Regions from separate parts of the Zea mays genome. Here region 2 is linked to region 1. Evidence: chromatin contacts called from public Hi-C data. All regions are on one chromosome and are shown on one strand. The core of a region is the stretch at or near the end of the contact, and the rest is flanking DNA. Distances in the headings are between cores, read along the strand shown. Region 1 holds the start of LOC103645969 (putative DNA ligase 4). Region 2 holds the start of LOC100384454 (Methionyl-tRNA synthetase).

Region 1 (3,080 bases), core at 420-2,919:
GCGCTGTCCTTCTGTCAGACTGGTCAGTGGAGCGGTGGAGTGACGGCGGTCACTTCGGCTCTGCCGGGGCGCGTGTCAGGATAAAGGTGTCAGGCCACCTTTGCGTTAAATGCCCCTGCAATTTGGTCAGTCGGTGTGGCGATTTAGTCAAGGTTGCTTCTGAGCGAAGCCAAGGCCTTGGGCGAGCCGGTGATGTGTCCGCCATAAAAAGGGGGCCTCGGGCGAGACGGAAGTCTCTCGAGGTCGGCTGCCCTTGGCCGAGGCTAGGCTCGGGTGAAGCGTGATCGAGTCACTCGTGTGGACTGATCCCTGACTTAATCGTACCCATCAGGCCTTTGCAGCTTTATGCTGATGGGGGTTACCAGCTGAGAATTAGGCGTCTTGAGGGTACCCCTAATTATGGTCCCCGACATTATTGTAGAGGATATTGTTGCTTGAGGACAACACCGGCCTCCAGCCATCTTCATGCCCCCATGCTTCACGACTACCAATGTGGAGGTCGTTTGGAGGAGGTGGCAAGGTTTTGGTGGCTCCAAGAAGAGGATCGAGGTGCGAGACGGTCAGGCTGAGTCCAGTGCACAGCCTCTCTCTCGCCCCTGCCACGTCAGCTCTCGCCTCCACTCTCGCCCCTGCTGCTCCAGTGCACAGGCTACAGCAGGCTACAACCTCAGGCTATAGCACACGTGGACCAATCAGAAGCCGCCACCTCACTGTCGCCCCTCGCTCTCGCCCGCGAAGACACCATCACCAACGCGTCGCCCCGCTCTCGCCTGCCTATCGCCGGGCGGTGGCAGTAGCGCCCGCCGGGTCGCTCTCGCCCGCCTCCAGCCCCGCTCTCGCCTCCTGCTGGGCGCTATCGTCCTCACTATAGCCTGCATTGGCACCAGCCTCAGAGGGGGGATTGCTGATTAGGCGAGTGGGTATGTTGGGAGTGGGTAAAAAAAGGGCAATTGTGATTATACCTTTATCCGGCATTCAATTGTGATTTTACCTCTATTTTGAAACCGAAGTCGTTTGCCTCTCCCTTAACACTGTTAGTGAAAATGAGAATTAGTGATTAAAAAAGAAAAACGAGGAGTATAATCATATTGCAAGGTGAGAGAAAAGTATAAGGGAGGGATAAACAACAGCTTCATTCTCAAAACAGAGAGGCACAATCACAAAATAAAAAAAAAGAAAGTTAAGATCATAATTGCAAAGTCAGAGAGGAGTATAATCGTAATTATATCTAAAAAAAATTACCGACGAAGTCTGGCTTCGGATGTTTTTCAACTACAGGAACGCCTAAACGAGTAAACGTAATATTGTAAGAGTGGCTCATAACAATTTTGTTTTTAATCTCTAGATCTAAACAAAAAAAATCATTCAACGATCCAGATATAGGTGGGTATAATTTTTTTGGTGTAACAAATATTTTAAGTTCTGTCTCTTTTTATAATATATATAATAGTGAAAATATTTGATTTTAGAGTTTGGGGAGGAAAATCAAGCCCGACTGCCTGAGAGGTAGAATGGTTTCCCCTTTTCTTTACAGTGGTCATCATCGCAATCTTCCGATCTCATTCTCATCCAGAGGCCAGCAAACCAGCCCACTTGACGTTCTTCAAACTGGCCCATCTAAATCCTAGAGGCCCAAATTGTTCTGTTGTCCTCGCTCGGTCCGTACTCCCAAGTCCAAGTGCCTCCTCGATCCTTGTCCGGTCGTCCCTCTCGAACTCGAGCACGCAGCCGGCAGGGAAGAGACAAGCGCCGGAGCCAGAGAAGCCTGCGGCCAGGCCACTAGGCCAGGGTACTCCGGGGAGGCGAGGGAGCGCTTGAGGGCAACAGGTAGGAGAAGTGAGGTGACTGCTATGAATCCTATTTATTTTCCAAATATTCATTTGTTTTGACACCTTTCATTTTTTTCCTTTCTGAAAGGAAATTGCATTTTCGTTTTGACCTTGGGCCCCTGCTGTCCCACCGCCGGTAATGGCGGCGAAGGTGCGGTTCGGCCTACTGGTGGCGATGTTCCAGGCCATGTCGGGCGACAAGAGTTCGGCGAAGAAGCGCGGCCGCCTGCGCGCGTTCCTCGACCGCGCCTACGTGCCCTGTGGCGGTAGGGATGACTACTTCAGCGCGCTCCGCCTCGTGCTGCCGGGGCTCGACCGTGAGCGCGGCTCCTACGGTCTCAAGGAGGCGGCCCTCGCCGCCGTGCTTGTGGACGCCCTTGGCATCGCCAAGGACTCTACCGACGCCGTCCGGCTCACCAACTGGCGCCGCGGTGGGGGTGGCCGCAACGCCGGCAACTTTTCGCTTGTGGCCGCTGAGGTATTTTATGCTGGCAGTTCTTCAATAGCACTTGCAAGTCCTCAACCTCACATTCTCTGCAGTTAACTAATTATGCCTTGCTATCTCGCCCTTGTCAGACAACAGTATGAAATTTGTTCAGTTGCTAATGTGAACCTGCGAGCATTTGTTTAGCTTAGTTTTAGGTTGGTTTCAACGTAGTAAGTGTGTGAATTCGGAAAGCAGCATAAGCTCTAGCCACTGAGTATTAGTTCAGTTGCTACATGTCCATAGGTTCATGCTCAGCGAGTCAGCCTTTATCATTGACATTGTGTCAAGAAATCTTCGTATTTGGTGCACACCATGTGCCAATAATCCTCCCTGCTTAAAAATTCCGAAGCTGTCTTGATCTTTATTTGGTTTTACATGATTGCATGAGTTTAATATGTAGTTGAAAAGTTTGGTTCAGTTCAGAATGATTATATGTAGATTGCTTGATTAGTGTGCCATCTTAGTTGTTGTGGTTCGTCAGCAACTACTTACCTAAGTTATATATTGATTGCCACCTAGATCTTGCAACGGAGGCAAGGTATAACTTCTGGCGGATTGACGATAAAGGAGGTCAATGATGCACTTGATCGTCTAGCTACAACTGAGAACAGGTAGCTGCAGCAGCTATTTGAATTTGTCTATGATAGAACTGTCAGGAGTTCCTTTTCATCTTGATAGGTCTGAGAAGGCTTTAATACTTTCCAATCTGATCAAGAAAACCAATGCCCTTGAAATGAAGTGGCTTCTGATGATAATTCTTAAAG
Region 2 (3,080 bases), core at 243-2,742, 140 kb before region 1:
ACACAACAGACATTTTTGTCGAAAATTGCATGAACTACCATTTTCAATAATACCGATGGATAACACCTACGGATTTTTGATGAAGAAATGGTCTCCATAAAAAATCCAAGGACGCAATCTATGGCAAGCAAACATATGTGGGGTGAGGTGTACGAGCCCCTAGTCGATGATCAATGGCCACACAACCCCCATTTTTGTCGACAATAGCATGAACGAACATTTTCAATAATACTGAAGGCTAACACCTACAGATTTTTGACCAAGAAATGGTCTCCCCTAGAAATTCAAGGCTGTCGAAAATTGCATGAATGACCATTTCAATAATGCCGAAGGCTAACCCCTACGAATTTTTTTTAAAAAAAATTGTCTCCACCAGAAATCCAAGAATGTGATCTATTAATAGGAAACATATGTGTTGTCAGGTGTACGAGGCTCTGGTCGACGATGAGTGACCACACAAATCGGCAGAGCACCAACAGAAAGTTACACTCTCTTTACTACAGTACTATGAATAGTTTTACTACACTATTTCCAAGCAAAGATGGTGACGGCCGCAGCGAGCGGCCTCTTTTTCGCATGGTTGCCGGCTCGCCGCCTCTGCTGACCGCCGGTGCCGGTCGCCATACGACTACGAGCCCTGATAATTACTCTCTCCGTTTCTTTTTATTAGTCGCTGGATAGTACAAAATTACACTATCCAGCGACTAATAAAAAAAAACGGAGGGAGTACGTACTATCATTTACATTATTACAGGGAACTAGCTAGAAGCACCGATTAGCTAGCTTGTTGAAGCAGAGAGACATCGTTGAAGCAGCAGGAATAGGAGCCTGGGCAAGAGCCCAGGATTGTCTGGACTTAGGTCCGCCACTGATTAGGAGGAACACGCTGGCCATACCGCGCAGGACATTGACGGGCACCCTTAGTCAAGAAACTGAAGCGGATCATTAACTTGTCAAATGACGAGCTCTCGAGCCATCGGAGCTGCTTCATCGGCGACAACCGGCCGGCTGGCGGCCTGGCGCTGGCAACAAGAGGGTGTGTGCCTCGTCCGATCCTTCAGCCGCAGAGGGTGACGAGTCGGCGGAGGCAGCGGGTGCAGGAGTACTTGCGCTTGCTCTTGAGGCACAGCGGCAGGCCGAGGACGCGCCGCTCGCTCTCCACGTCGACGGCCACCACGGCCCCGCCGCAGCGCGGGCACGCCCCGGGCGCCTTGTGCGCGCCCACCACCCGCTCCTTCTCCGCGCCGCACAGCACCCGCACCACGCCCATCGTCGCCGCCGCCATTTCGCTTCTCCTCTGCGCGCGCGCTGCTGTCAGTTAGCTGCCTCTGCTCTCCGGCCGGGCTCGACGATCCAACAAGAAACCGAGCGAGCGATGTCAGCAGAGGAAGAGCCGAAGAAGAAGATCGACTTGCTGGTTGGCTTGGCAGTCCTGGAGAAGGATGGCGGAGCGTCGACCGCTAGATATGGGGGAACCGAACTGGGGTTCTGGATTTCTGGGTGTGGCCGGCGCTCGATTGGCCGTACGTATATATAGAGGCCGAGAGCGCGAGCGAGAGCCGAGCCTGCCGAGGGCGCAACGCAGAGGCAAAGAAAGCAGCCGCGCGCGCGCGCGCTAGTTGTCGTTGCTGTCTTGGTCGACGCACTCGATCGATTGGGTTTTCGCCTGGTGTGGTGCGCGTGCACTGCAGGTCTGCCGTCTGCAGCATCGCGGCAGTGTCACGGGACACGCCGGCCGTGGAGGTGTTGAGAGGGCCCTGTTGCCGTTGGGTTCGTTGCTTCCGTTTGTCAACACCTCGGGGGGAGACGTCTTTCCGTATCCGGCAATATCTGCAACCGCAACCGAATTTGATCAATCCATCCAGGGTGACAGCTGAGGCGTGTGCGCACCAGCAGCCAGACTGCTAAATATCTTTGATATTTGATGATATATAAACAGGCGTGTATGCACGAGGGCCTTTGTGACATATATTCGTACCCTACGTTTAGGGAAAGTTTGGCGTGCTTGATGAAGGCCGTTTATATTAGATTGCTGTAGATAAATATATGTATCGCTACAGTATGACAGAGGTTATTCCACGTATAGATAAATATATGACAGGAGGCCGCCATCACGTTGGGTTAAGAGCAAACAACCATGCGTTGAAAAAGTAATGCAAAAAAATGTCGCTATTCCATTTTTTTTTTGTCTAGTAGACCAAACTAAGGTTAGCATTTCAATTTTTTTTCTAATTAAGCAGTTCTAGTTTTCCACGTATAGTCTTATGCATTCACGTGTAAGCAAACGGATATCCATTTTCTGGCCCTCTGAAAACGCTTGATTTGACAAAGTTTTCTCCGCGATATGTTTAATTAACAGTCTTGTGATGTCAGAAGGCAGAGTTTGCTAGCCGACGGATTCCTCACCCCTGCCCTAGGCACCTAGCTAGCTAGGAAATCAGTGTCATCCTATACTCAGTTTGAAACGTTCTAGCATTTGAATCTCGCATGCATGCATGGTAGTTTAATATATACAACCAGGCAGCGTGTGCCATGCAGTTAATAATTGTACGGCCTAAGGTTAAAACAAATACGAATAGCTAGCACACGTCAATTAGATGGTGCATATATATTATTGCCACTTGATTTTCTTGACCTGGACGATAATACGACGTAAACATTTGATATATAGACGCCGTTCAATTAAACCATATGCGCGTGCTCTTTTGATTTCTGAAGATGCAATGGGCGGTTTACAGCTTGTGGCTGCCCGATCGACGAGCTGAGCGCGCGCGAAGGTAGATTATACGTGTCATGCACCGTGATCGCTAAAAAGGAAAGAAAGAAAGAAAAAGGCTAGATGGGTCGGATTCGGATCAGCCTGTCCAGTCGAGGCGGCGGCCGCGCCGCAGCAACAGAAGCACGGCACGGCCAGACGGGCACCCGCACCCACCCGATGACGCAGATTTGAGCCCGGCCCAGGAGTACGGCGCCAGGCCTGTCCGTTTCATTCCCGATCCATCAGCTAGCTTCCGCGGCCCGGACGCGCCAGGCCTGCAGGCTGCGGCACATGCTCGGCCGCCCATTCACAGGCACGCTTT

Evidence for each region. Hi-C and Micro-C count contacts between places; a contact is called where the count stands out from the background.
Region 2: a contact with region 1 is called in a Hi-C map of leaf, with 2.9 times the contacts expected there. The contact joins the promoter of LOC100384454 here to the promoter of LOC103645969 in region 1. A contact is called at or near these places in 3 of 25 Hi-C or Micro-C datasets (ear and leaf).

The regions. Positions count from the first base shown.
Region 1 is chr2:11,935,398-11,938,477 of Zm-B73-REFERENCE-NAM-5.0, reverse strand. LOC103645969 (putative DNA ligase 4) reads left to right here and starts at 1,669. Exons shown (of 28, transcript XM_020548145.2): 1 at 1,669-1,827; 2 at 1,918-2,307; 3 at 2,836-2,927; 4 at 2,995-3,080. The coding sequence starts at 1,969.
Region 2 is chr2:12,074,691-12,077,770 of Zm-B73-REFERENCE-NAM-5.0, reverse strand. It overlaps LOC100384454 (Methionyl-tRNA synthetase), which reads right to left and starts at 1,492. Exons shown (of 1, transcript NM_001328133.1): 1 at 468-1,492. The coding sequence starts at 1,285. The coding sequence ends at 1,058.